Linked DNA regions of Zea mays: all the other regions are linked to region 3. Evidence: chromatin contacts called from public Hi-C data. All regions are on one chromosome and are shown on one strand. Each heading gives the region's core, a stretch centred on a gene start, on an enhancer-like site or on the middle of the called end of the contact. The rest is flanking DNA. Distances are from core to core; before and after follow the strand shown. Region 1 holds the start of LOC100272816. Region 2 holds the start of LOC100278866. Region 3 holds the start of LOC100194394. Region 4 holds the start of LOC103639683.

Region 1 (3,235 bases), core at 480-2,979, 240 kb after region 3:
ATTTTCGGCAGTCCTTATTTTCGGCGGCTGTTCGGTTGACCGTCGAAAATAGTCTATTTTCGGCGGCCAGGTGTTAGCCGCCGAAAGTCAACGGTTATTTTCGGCGGCTGTTCTGTAGGCCGCCGAAAATAAGCTATTTTCGGCGGCGGGTCACTGGCCGCCGAAAATAAAGGCTTATTTTCGGCTGTTTTTTTCTGGCGGTCAGAAACCGCCAAAAATAGCTTATTTTCGGCGGTAAATGACTTATTTTTTGCGGTTCCTAGCCGCCGAAAATAATTGTAGCTGTTGTAGTGCAAGGTAATTACCGTCATGATCCTCCCATTGTCTGTCTTAAGATTTTTCTTTCTATCTCACTCTCAATATTTGGAACATAATGATTTGTAATTCCATGAACGGTGTCTTCAACAAATACTTAAAGTTTCGCGACGTGGCAAGCGCAGGAGGCTGCCTTCGCACAGTTCAAGGTCTGGGAATGTGGTGCCGCGTCGCCATCGTCTTCTTAGGGCATGTACAGTGGAGAGACACCAAAACGGTTCTCCAAGCACAGGAGACAACTAAGAGACTCTATTGTACAATTGAGTATCTATAAACGTAGTCTATTAATAAATATAGAATTAAATGTATTTGTATAGCATCAGATCAATAGAACAGACGACAAATTTGTACAGTGGGAAGTGAGGCGTCTGTTGCTACTTGGTTTACGTGCCAGAGGCGTCTCTTCACGGAGAGACGGCTCTAAGATTTTTTTGCAAATAACCACCTTAAACACCTTAAGAGCCTCCATATTAAACACCACTGTACATGCCCTTAGCCCAAGCATCATGCTACAGGCCATGCTCATCCTGATGATCACCACCCTCTTCGTCTCATGTGGCGCGTTCCTTTTCCTCACAATTGTCATCCAAAAGCCATCGACCGTCAGGTCATGAGGCAAGTGCATCTTGGTCAGTGTTATCAGCAGCGTGCAGCGCCTCATACTGCTTCAAATCCGAGTTATTTTTTCGCGGTGGCTGAGAGAGGAGCGGTCGTGAGAATCCTGGCCGCCGTAAGGCGTTTGGCGCGATTTGTGTCCATTGTAGCGGCCGGCGAGCCAAAATACGATTGTAAAATAGTAACCAAACAAACAAGCCCTTCGTTTCGTTTGGCCACACATGTGGCAGCCAATGGAAAATAAAAATTTCTGTAATATGGAACCAGGTTCTTATTTTTCTCTCACAATTAAAAGGTTTGGTCTAAATTAAATCCGAAACGATTGTTAGGATAGGACCATCTTTGCATTTTACTATGTCTTTTTTTTTTAAGAATGTCACGAACATGTGACTCGGAGAAACATGACTGAACAGCAATGGCAATTTCGCACAGGTGTTGTAGCCTACTAGGCTGTCGGACCGGCAAGAGCAAAACTCATGTTACTGTTCACAGGCGGTAATGTGAAAAGATTAAAAATTTATTTTTTTATAGATGGAATAAAGTTTTCCATGTCGTTATCGTGTCATATACTCATAGTACGTATAAATTGCATTTAACAATCTGCATCATTTTAAACCATGCGTCTCAGCGTCTGGTACTAGCGGGTGTGACTCATATATATATATATATATATATATATATATATATATATATATATATATATATATATATATATATATATATATATAACGATTTTTTAATCGCGCCCGGCTTTTTCCGGTCGTCGTCGTCGTCCCGTTCCCCAAATCAAAATTCACAATCACGAAGAAGAACACGAGAGCAGAACCTCGACTTTGGGCTGGGCAGACGGCATACCGCAGAGCGCAGAGAGCACGCCACCCACCTCGTCCCCTCAATTTCGCCTGTTCGCCCCAACGCCTCTCCATGGCGGGCGCCGACGCAGGGCTCGCGTCGGCCGCCGGCGACGTCGAGGAGGCCGCGCCCCTGGTCGCCGGCCCCGGCTCCCGCCGCGCGCCCGCCTCGGTGATGGGGGCGTCCCGCGACGTGCACCTGCTGAGCTCCGCCTTTCTCTTCGTCTTCCTCGCCTACCATGCGGCGCAGAACCTCCAAAGCACTGTCAACACGGTAGGTGCACCCGCTGCCCGCTAGTGCTGTTCCACTTCCACCAGTCACCAGAGATGCGTACCTCACCTCATCCGTCGCCTTGGCGGCCGTGCTGTCGCAGGACGAGAACCTGGGCTCCATCTCGCTGGGCGTGCTCTACACGTCCTTCACGGCGTTCTCGGCGGCGGGCTCCGCGGTGGTGCGGTGGATGGGATCCAGGCGCGCGCTCGTGGCCGGCACCTCCGGCTACCTCCTCTTTATCGCAGCGAACCTCCTACCGTCCTGGTAAGCACGCTCGCACGCTCCTCTCGCCTCCTCTCGACCGCCTTCCTCTCTGTTCCTGAAAGTCTGAAACTGTATGTGCTACATGATATCCCAAAAGGGAACGTACCCGTGTATACGAGGTTTTAGTTTACCTATGATGCACATGAATTAACAAATTTATAAAAAAAAATTAAAAAATCATACATGTTTCTTCCATCCTAATCCTATTATATATAAAATTTGTTATATTTTAGCTATAATAAAAAGAGAATATTTAACCGATTTTCTAATTTAAATCTATCAGAAATTTTATCTTTTTTATTACAGCTAAAGTACAATAAATTTGAACTTGAAATTTTTTATATAATTCGAGTAACGTAGAAAGAATATTTATGTATTTTTTAGAATTTTTTATGAACTTTGTTAGTTTATATGTACCATATGTGCATCCAAAGCTTAGGTGCACTTGATATTTTCCATCACAAAAAATCATCGCATTGTGTTTGAACTCATAAAGTTATTTTTTGTGGGTTATCCTTAAATAGAATTACATTTTTATATAGTATATAAGAAATTAGATGTGATACACCTACAAAGTTAAGCCTTAACCAAAGATTTTCTTTGATGGAATCACCCAAAAATTAGGATTTTTAATAATCTTTGAAACACTAAGGGCTAGTTTAAAAACTCAAATCAGGATTAGATTAGAGGGGATTGAGGGCTGGTTTGGTGGGAATTGGAGGGGTCTATTGGAGAGGAAATTCGTAACGGATTGTTAGCAACACAAATCTCACGAGCTCGAACCAACAGCAAGAGTATCACCGATCATATGATTCTGGACAATTTTAGAGTAGCAGCAGCCAACGTATTCTAGAAGGTACCGAAAAGTGAGAGGATCTAGGAACAAGAGAGGGAAGGAGAGGAAGAAGATGAACAA
Region 2 (3,373 bases), core at 471-2,970, 150 kb before region 3:
TACACGTAATACGGACACCAGTCGCTACACCGCTTTGAATTTGGGAAGAAGGAGCGAAACGGGAAGAGAAAAGAGAGTAACGCCTGAATTTGGTGAGTAAAAAGAAGAAAAAATTCTACCCCCAAATTCAGGGTGTTACATTATCCCTTTGCATTCTTACCCTTGCATTGATATGATGAAGGTGTGTCTTTCTTGACCTTTGTCTGAGAAGCATTATACCCGTAAGGAGATACTGCTTCGAGGTACGAAGGTCTTTAGAGAGAGGGGAAGTGCTGCTGAGAGCAAGATCAAGATCTTGAGCACTGTTACTCTACCGGAGTGCTGTCAAGAAAGTTGTAAGCAACCACGACAACGTTGTAACAATCATCAACATATTGAAAGGCTCTATCTATCACGTTGATAGATTTGAACACATCGGAGGACGGAGTAAGATACTCCAAGCCAAGGTGTGGCTAACTCCAACGAGGACTAGGCAAGCATTTCAGGCTTGGCCGAACCTCGGTATAAATACTTGTGTCCTGCGTGCTCTGTGCTATGACTCTTGTCTTGTCTCTGTTTATGTTCTTTGTCTCTTGCCTTATTACTGTGTGCACTTCATATACTCTTATCTGTGGTATAAGTGACTTGTGAAGTGTAGGACTTTTTGAGACAGGAACTTCATTTCCACTGCCACCTACTGGAAGCAATGTTCATTCCGTCGTGATCCAGTCTTCGAGTAGAGTAAGGTTTTAAGTTTTATAATGATAAATATTATTCGCCTATTCACCCCCTCTAGGCGACATCCAGATCCTGTTCCCGGGCATAGGTAACTTTCACTTTGTCGAGTGCTATGGTCATTGCACTTGACAAAAACTCTCTTTGCCGAGTGTAACACTCGACAAAATGACCAAAAATTCCTTTTTATTTGTTTTTTATTCCATCCATACAAACAAAACATATATCACTTATACACCATAAAGTTCACATATTCATCACATACATTATAGAGACCACATATCTCATAAAAACAACCAATCTCACAAGTTTTTCATAAACATGTCTAAGTTCAGACCAAGTTTCACCAATATAAGTATTACTAACTCACAAACATAAGTTCAGAGCAAGTTTCTCACACAAGTCTCACAATCACCACTAAGAGAAGATCGTCAGCGAGGTGGGCGGTTGGACTGGTTTGGCCAAGGGTTGGACGAACCATGAGGTTTGTTTTATGCCGCCGATTGATTCTGCACATAGAAGAGATTGCATATGTGAGATCAGATGAATATATATTATGCAGGACTGAGCAGGGCGGTCAGCTGGAGGAAACAATAGAGGTGGTGGAGCAAGACCCTGTGCGGCGCCAAGGCTTTACATGTACTCAAACATCTCCACCATTCTCTGCTAATCCGCCAAGCGAGCCGCCCGCTCCAACTCTTGCTCCGCACTCATACTTGCCTCAATCTCCATACGTTCCCTCCAATCTCGTCTAGCTCGATCTGTAATATTTCACCCTAATATTATAATAACACAATTCTGTCATTATTGATAGCTAGAATTAAGTGTGATTTAACTTAATTACGACCAAAATCGTGTGGCGCGCGCCATTTACTAGTAAATTGTAAAATAGGGGGAAAAGAAGCGCATAGACGGAAAGCAAATCAGATGAATACAACCCTGTGTATGTGTGGGATATGCAGTTGGCCAGCCGACGTCGCTGCTATTACCGCGTGTCGCGCACCACTCAGCTTGACCTCGTCTACTAGAAGGAAGGCAGAAGGCAGAGCCAAGTTCTAGTAGATAGAATTTCAAAGGAAGTAAAGTAGTCAGCAGAGCGCGTCTTGCGCGCCGAGGCGAACTGAATTGACTGAAATCGGAAGAGCCTGCCACCAGTCCAGACTTGCTCCGGCGATGTCTCCACCTAGCTTCTCCTACTCGCAGTCGCCGCCGGTCGCGTATTATTTTCCGGCAATCATATGTTCGGTCATATATCCTTCGCTCCCCTGCCGTGCGTACGTCGTTTCAGCCTCTACAAGTAGTTCCAAGCCAGCAGTACCTCTACTACCCCCCCTGACGATCTCAACCAGCAACTCAACACCGTCGCTTTCGTTCCATTCCTACGTATCTGTGGTTGTGGTTGTCGGCTTGTCGCTGCAGCTGCACTCGCCATACCATATGACATGGCGGATTCCATAGCCGGAGCTGTGGCGTCAGCCCTTGCGCAGGAGATGGTGAGCAGAGCCGTCTCCCTCGTGCTGCAGGTCGGCCTCAAGCGCGAGGACAAGGCGCCGGCGCCGGCGCAACTGCAAGCCCAGGCAGCAGGTGCTGCAGGCCACAACGCGGAGCGGCTCAAGATGGCCGTCAGCCAGCTGGAGTTCGCCTTAGAGAGGACCGGGAAGCTGCCCATCACGGACGTGTCACTCCTTGACCAGAGGAAGATGTTCAAGCTCGCTTTCATCGAGGGCACGAGCCTGCTCATCACCGAGCAGCGGCTGCGGCGGCAGAGCACGCAAGCCCGCCACCAGCACGAGGAGGTAGAAGAAGAAGCGAACCACCAGAAAGGCCAAGCGAAGCCGAAGCGCAGGCGACGATGGGTTCTTGCGGCCATGGCGCGCCCGTTCCTCACCTCCTCCTCCTCGTCGCCGTCGTCGTCGTCACCCTGCATCGACGCCGCCGTCGTCCGGAGGTTCGAGTGGATGGCGGACAGCGCGGGCAGGTTCGTGCGGGACGTGGCCGAGTCCGGCAGCTCGCTGCGGCACTGCACCTTCTGCAACCCGGTCGTGAGGCGTCTCCTGGAAGGCAAGCACCTCAGGTACGAGGCGGAGCAAGGAGCCGTGCTGCGGTTCCTCGACCTCTGGCCGCTGTGCGTCGAAGGCCGCGGCGTGGAGACGATCCTCGAGTACGGGTACGAGGACCGCGGGGCGCCGGAGAAGAACCTCCTCCTGCACATCGTGCTCCGGCTCTCCGAGAGCATGGACGTGTTCGGGACGGCCATACGGTGCCTGCAGGCGATGGCGTCCCAGCTGAAGCTGCTGGTGAGCGAGGCCGCGGTCGGGGAGCTCGCGCTGCTGGCTGCGTCGGTGGACATGTGCCGTTCCAGCGCGCCTCCGTGGGCTCGCATCGATGAAGGCGAGTACGCTAGGGCCAGCCAGGCGTTCCGTCGGGATCCAGTGTGTTGCAGAGACAGAGAGAGAGGGCAGCAGCTAGGACGGCCTCGGGCTACCAGCGGTGGTGGCGTCGCTGACGCTGCCTCGTCGCCGGAGTTGTCCCGGATATTGCCGGAGCAGATCATCGTGCTGGCGTTTTGGTGCCGCGTTCCGGCGGCACCGGGGTGCGGCTTGTTGCCTACCAGGCCACCTCTGAAGATGACGGTTTTCTTCTCGCCCCATGCGTGCTG
Region 3 (3,159 bases), core at 57-2,556:
GCCATGTGGCAACTTCATGCTGGCGAAAACACGAGCGAATGTTAGGGTCTGAAGCGCTTTGTGTATCTATCTGCTTTCATATAGCTGTACAATGTGTTTGATTGATAAATCGAAATAAGTAGTAAAACCACGCATAGTGGTTCATCAATCAAAGCACCAAAAGGTTGATAAGCACAGCCACCTTTCTTTTGTCAAGAAGCAAAAAAATAAACAATCATATCAAAGGAAAAAAGAAAGAAAACAAAAGAAGGAAGAAGCATATACCTTCAGCTTTCAGAAAGCAACATGTAATATTATAATGCTAGTATATTAAAGGTAGAAAATTCTGACCAATGGCATGGTAGATGTGTTCTGACGCATTTTGTTCAACCAGTGATAGCTTTGACACAGCTTTAAGATGTACTAATCAAGCAGGAAAAAAAATGTCTCTGTCTGAAACAAACAAGAAAAACCCTCCTCTCAACTACACGGCCAGTGCTCTGTAATCTGTATACTGGTCCTGTCCAGTGTTAGCAGTAATTGGATTAACTAGCTTGTAAAAGTATGGACTCGGTAGTAGTCCATTCAAAATATTGTTCATTGTAACTTCGTCCTAACTCAAGACTTCTTAACTTTCAAGCAAATTTATAGAAAAATTCATCAACATCTACAATATCAAATTTGTTTATAAACTTCTCCATAAAATATGTCTTAATAGTGCATTTATTTGAACCTGTAGATGACAATATGTTTTTGCAAGAACTTGGCCAAAGTTAGAGAAGCTTAATTTAGACAAAGCTAAAGTAAAGTATAATTTGGAATTTTAACCTACAGAGAAGCTTCAAGAATGTGAATTTACCATAAGCAAACATTTGTGAAGAAATTCAAAGCAAAGATTCAAGTAGATTTATGGATAAGAAAAAATACATCGAGTGTAAACAAAATCAACTTTTATGATGTACTGTAGTTTATATTAACAAAAACCAAGAATATAACCTCTACCTCTGCAAATTCCAGACGCCAAAACACTGTAGAAGTAGTAAAAGCCGTTACGGATTAAAGCCAAGCGAATAGGCTCAATAAAGCTGATGTCCTAACATGCACACCTATGAATTTGCAATACAATATGAGCACCATGAGCCAATTAAAAAGCTACTTTATCAGTTAGAATATGAGGGCAACCCAAATGGTGGAATATAGGATCTTTATAGGGAGCTCCAAATCACACCCACCACATCAGCTGGCCACCAATACCTCCCCCTCTCTTACCTATAAATGAGAGGCAAAAGCCACCAAACTAGTAGGCAACTAAGACAAAGTGGCGTACTCTTCTCTGTACTAGCTTTCTTCTTCCTCCTCCTCTTCCTCCTCCCAAACAGACTGGATTTCATCAAGATAATCCTGAAACTGGAGCCAACAAGCAGACAGAGAAAGAAGAGCAAGAAGACCGGCTCCCAGCCGATACACGGTAGGAGTGAGCAGCGTTAGATCAGTTTTCATCACAGGATCGATATGGTGACAGTGAGAGAGGAGACTCGCAAGGGGCCATGGACAGAGCAGGAGGACCTGCAACTGGTATGCACTGTCCGTCTGTTCGGTGAACGTCGTTGGGATTTCATTGCCAAAGTATCAGGTTTGAGGGGTGGGGATCCACAAATTAGGTAGCTAAATTGAAGTCACCCGCGCTAAGTCGCAAAAGCAGCTATCAACCTCTCTGACCGACTCTATTCTTGCTTCCCCTCTCCCCTTCTGTATCTTCATGCAGGGCTCAACCGGACAGGCAAGAGCTGCCGGCTGCGCTGGGTCAACTACCTCCACCCTGGCCTCAAGCGTGGGCGCATGTCTCCCCATGAAGAGCGACTCATCCTAGAGCTGCACGCTCGGTGGGGAAACAGGTCTGATTACCAAAAGATAATAAAAAAGGACGGTTTTTCTCTCTCTCTCTAAAATTTGTTGACATGTTCAATAACTTGTCCTAAACAGGTGGTCCAGGATAGCACGCCGCTTGCCAGGGCGCACTGACAATGAGATCAAGAACTACTGGAGGACACACATGAGAAAGAAGGCACAGGAGAGGAAGAGGAACATGTCTCCATCGTCGTCCTCGTCTTCGCTGACTTACCAGTCAGGCTACCCAGATACTCCATCAACCATTGGAGTTGAGGGACAGGAGCTTCATGGTGGCAGTGGCTGCATCACAAGCATCCTGAAGGGCACCCCTCCGGACATGGATGGCTATCCCATGGACCAGATATGGATGGAAATTGAGGCGCCACAGATGCCCTCGGAGGAGAGCTTTGTTGGGGGGAACCATAATGTGTGCAGCAGCCTTGCCACCCCGCTGCCACCACCAACTGTCTGGGAATACTACCCAGATGCCTGCTGGAAGGTTGACGATGAGATCAAGATGGCAACACAATTTCAATTTGGTTATAGTGAAGGAGTTGGGCCCTGCTTCTGATGCCATAAATATTGGGTCAGATTACTAAGTTATACACCTACCTAGCAGAAGTGAAGTGCTTTTGTAGAAACAAGCTTTAGCATGGATCTGAATATTTATCTCCGCGCTTAGAATTGCAGGTCTATGGATCTATGCATGGTTGCTATGTATCTATCTAGTGTGCAAGACAAGATTATCTTAATTTGTCCTTGATGCTATGGAATACAAGGGCAAAGGTACTATATCTGTTTACTCACAGTATAATTAGCTACCCTTTGAGACTTTTCTGTTGGACATGATGCCAACAATACATGTTATATTGATATAGATGGTCTTAACTTGGAAGGGTTTAAAGTTTCAGTCCACAGAAACCATTGTTAAGGTGAACATTAAGCCGACCCAGTTGAAAATGTAGTTCACTTTTAACCCGTCCATAAAAACCAATGACGGTTGTTTTGTACAAGTGGCTGGTTGATGGCTTCAAGTAAAAACCACTGGCCCAAAAGAAGCAAATTGATATACCAAATTAATGATCTGATAGAGCTGCCTACCTTTATAAAAAATGTATTATTCCATGGTACCAACTTATCAACTTGCAAGTCATGGTATTAGGAAAGAGAAGACAGCTCTCAGGAGCCACCAAGTCTCAAGGTGAAAAGGTACAATAGTCTGATCCAAGCAAAAAAAAAAGTTGGCAAAGGACTAGCTCCAACTTTTTCTCAACATAAACCAAAGTTAAG
Region 4 (3,113 bases), core at 510-3,009, 180 kb before region 3:
CAGTATTACAGTGATTAGTGTGTCCTCCTGGGTGACGGTACCTTGCCGCTTGTACAGTCTGAAAGCACGCCAAGCATTCAGGTTAAGATGGTTTCCCACTCCGCGCTTGAAACATGGGTTAAAATCTTTACTCAACACGCTATATACCGTTTTTATATATAGATGAAAGTAGCAGTCATCATAGTGCTAACTCTCTAAAATAAAAGGACAAACCAAATTGACATAAAACATTAGTTTGTGATTTCAAAGTGCCATCGGACATTTCGTAAGGTTGGGTTTTGTTCTCTGAGGTTTCAGAATAGTCACATGAGATATTCCACTAAGTATCTAGTATTGTATCAGTCTACCTGAACGAAGCAAATGCAGATGAACAGTGTAGTGTGCGGATGATTGCACCTATAAAGCCATGGGCTGGGCAGCAGCCACCCACGCACCGTACCTGGAGTATAGAAGCTCATGAAGGGGAAGACAGCGAAGTCGTTGTAGTTCCCAGGCTCGCTTAGTTTGCGCTCCTGCCCTGATTTGAGGTCGACCGCGAAGAGGCCAACCTCAGTTGAGACCAAGAAGATTGTACCGAAACCCAAGCCCTCCGCAGAAGCAATCACATGTGCTTCGCTATAGGGCATAAAGGGGATCCGTGTCATAAGCTCAATGTCCCCGCGTCGAACCCATCCTCCAATCCCCTCTGCGCCGACACTCGTCGACCACAGGCAAAGCCTTGATCCCCTGACGCCGGCAAGCCCCAGCGAGCCGTCACCGCCCATGGGCATGAGCACGACGCCCCCTTCGTCGACGTGCGCCGCCGGAGGGTCGAAGGTGGACAGACGGTTCCTGCCCATGTCGTACCTCAGAAACACGTCACCCTCCATGAGCTGGAAGTAGACGTTGTCTCCGACGAGCGCGCTGGGCTTCCGCATGACATGGGAATCGGAGGCCAGCTGAGCAGAGGCGACCCAGGCAGCGGCCTCCGAGCAGTAGAGGCGCGCCCGCACGCCGGCGTCCCTTGAGAAGTAGTCCATGCCCGCCAGGACGACGCGGAACGGGCCGCCGCCGCGGCAGTGGAGGTGGTCGCAGCCGCGCGCGGCGCAGAGCACCGCCGCGCTGTAGTAACCGGGGAGCACCCCGGGGTCAGGCAGCCCACAGTGGTCGCCGGTGACGGGGTCCCACACGACGAGGTTGACCCTCTCGGCGAAGAGGCCGAGGAGGACGCGGCCGTGGCGGCAGTCGAGGGCCTCCCAGCAGATGCAGTCGAACGTCCGCCTGGGGAAAGGGGAGCCGGATGAGGTGGTGGGGGAGAAGCGAGGGGCCGTGGCGCCGTGGAGCCCGATGGTGTTGTCGACGAAGCCGAGCAGAGGGGGTGCCCCGTGGAACGCGCGGTACCGGCGGAGGAAGGCCCCGCCGGAGAGGATGCGGCGCCAGCGCCTGGAGACCAGGGCGGCACGGACGAGGTGCGCGGGCTCGTCCGGGGGAAGGCGGAGGCAGATCTCGGCGATCGTGTCGTCAACGAGCTCCGGCGGCGCCGCCATGGCGGATGGGGGAATGGAAAGGCAGAGTGAATTCTACCACTTCTCCTTTCTCCATATTTCTTGTAGGTTCGCTAGAGGATCCCACGCACTCCCCACCTGTTCCCCGAGTTGGCTTTGGCTCCCCATGTCGTTGCCGAAGATGACACGCAACTTCGTTAACCCCTCCCTGCCGCCCAACTCTGACTGCGACCGTCTCACTTGGACTGATCCTGCAGTGGCCGCTGCTTTCAACCTGCTCACCTGAACGAATTTGACGACATTGTCGTCAATCCTGCCACTGACAGAAACTGTGCCAGTATCACAACGCTTCTCAAACAAGCGTTGGAGTGTCTTATTTTTTTTTCTACACAGCACCATTTATGGTACCTGGAATCGACCGAAAGCTCCGACCATGTAACCTGAACGGCGCGTGGGATAGTATGAATAGGCTGTGAAACTTTTTTTTCCTATGCGTATTTATCTAACTAATCACACAGAATTCTATTAGGTTACGCTTAGGAACAGATTCAGACATATATATAGATAGTTAATATGTTATGCGGTCGAACCCAATCAAGTCAGCTTATCCCATGTCCGTCGAGCCGTGCTGTTAGACCCGCACGTTTAACATCGTCCAAAACCGTCTCTACTCAATCAAGCCCGCTATCCACGTGCAAGTAGCCGGGGTTTCTATCACGAGTTGCCGTAAACCAGAAAAGAAAACCACCGAATCCCGACGACCAAGGCGGCTCCGACCGAGGCGACTGACCATTCGACTTCTGTCGCCGCCATTCCTCTCCAGCCCTGGTTCCATCCAACCAATCACACTAGGGTTTCGGAGCCCCAATTGAATAGCCATTGTTGTTCGCCAAGCTCCGCTATCTTCGTCGACCACCAAATCCTCTGAAGCTTATGTCGCCTTCCGAGGTATTTTACTCGATTCGAAACCGGTCAACACCCATATCCCATCTATAAGCTATATATGAGTTAAATCCATGGTCACATTTCCCAATCGATTGTGTTCTATTAAAAAAACAACCCATTTCACCGTTTTTATTTAGGGTTTATATTGATTCAAGTGGAATAAGTAACGATGGGGTTGTCTGTTTCGACCATTTGTAGACACTATTAGATAAATTATCGTATTTGGGGTTAGTAGCGTCGGTGTCGTTTTTTGACACATTATCTATGGTTAGGGTTTATGGTATATATTCACATCCAGGCATCCTATGGGTCACATTAGCAGGGTACTTAATCAATGCAATTTCTCAGTCCGTTAGAGTTTAATTTTTTTTTCTACCACATGGACACCCACATTATTAATTTTATTAGGGTTTTGAACTTTTTGTCTAGTCACTAGTCACATTTATATGAAGCTGTTAGAAATTATTTCAGTTGCTAGTTATTCATTAAGGCTTTATTATTACAATCTGTCATGCAAATTGTTGTTAAAATTGTAACACCCCATCCACTCCCGGACCAGTGGTACTTACTCCTGGCAACTGAAAGGCAAATAGGGTTAACCATTTCCTATAATTAATTTTGGTGGTTGATGACCAAACACGTGGACTAACTAGTTTGTCTAGATATTATCTATTACAGGTGCAT

The links. A called contact is a pair of places that touch in the nucleus more often than the background predicts.
Region 1: a Hi-C map of leaf shows a contact between it and region 3, with 3 times the contacts expected there. The contact joins the promoter of LOC100272816 here to the promoter of LOC100194394 in region 3. A contact is called at or near these places in 3 of 25 Hi-C or Micro-C datasets (ear, leaf and tassel).
Region 2: a Hi-C map of ear shows a contact between it and region 3, with 5 times the contacts expected there. The contact joins the promoter of LOC100278866 here to the promoter of LOC100194394 in region 3. A contact is called at or near these places in 8 of 25 Hi-C or Micro-C datasets (bundle sheath, ear, leaf and 2 more).
Region 4: a contact with region 3 is called in a Hi-C map of bundle sheath, with 6 times the contacts expected there. The contact joins the promoter of LOC103639683 here to the promoter of LOC100194394 in region 3. A contact is called at or near these places in 5 of 25 Hi-C or Micro-C datasets (bundle sheath, ear, leaf and 1 more) and 1 of 3 datasets of contacts at active chromatin or transcription factors (leaf).

The regions. Positions count from the first base shown.
Region 1 is chr1:154,240,998-154,244,232 of Zm-B73-REFERENCE-NAM-5.0, reverse strand. LOC100272816 reads left to right here and starts at 1,729. Exons shown (of 10, transcript NM_001196101.2): 1 at 1,729-2,055; 2 at 2,156-2,319. The coding sequence starts at 1,855. It also overlaps the pseudogene LOC109941415.
Region 2 is chr1:154,626,118-154,629,490 of Zm-B73-REFERENCE-NAM-5.0, reverse strand. It overlaps LOC100278866, which reads left to right and starts at 1,720. Exons shown (of 1, transcript NM_001152003.2): 1 at 1,720-3,373. The coding sequence starts at 2,157.
Region 3 is chr1:154,476,133-154,479,291 of Zm-B73-REFERENCE-NAM-5.0, reverse strand. It overlaps LOC100194394, which reads left to right and starts at 1,306. Exons shown (of 2, transcript NM_001139425.1): 1 at 1,306-1,874; 2 at 1,963-2,660. The coding sequence starts at 1,819. The coding sequence ends at 2,440.
Region 4 is chr1:154,659,914-154,663,026 of Zm-B73-REFERENCE-NAM-5.0, reverse strand. LOC103639683 reads right to left here and starts at 1,759. Exons shown (of 2, transcript XM_008662421.3): 1 at 440-1,759; 2 at 1-58. The coding sequence starts at 1,526. The coding sequence ends at 15.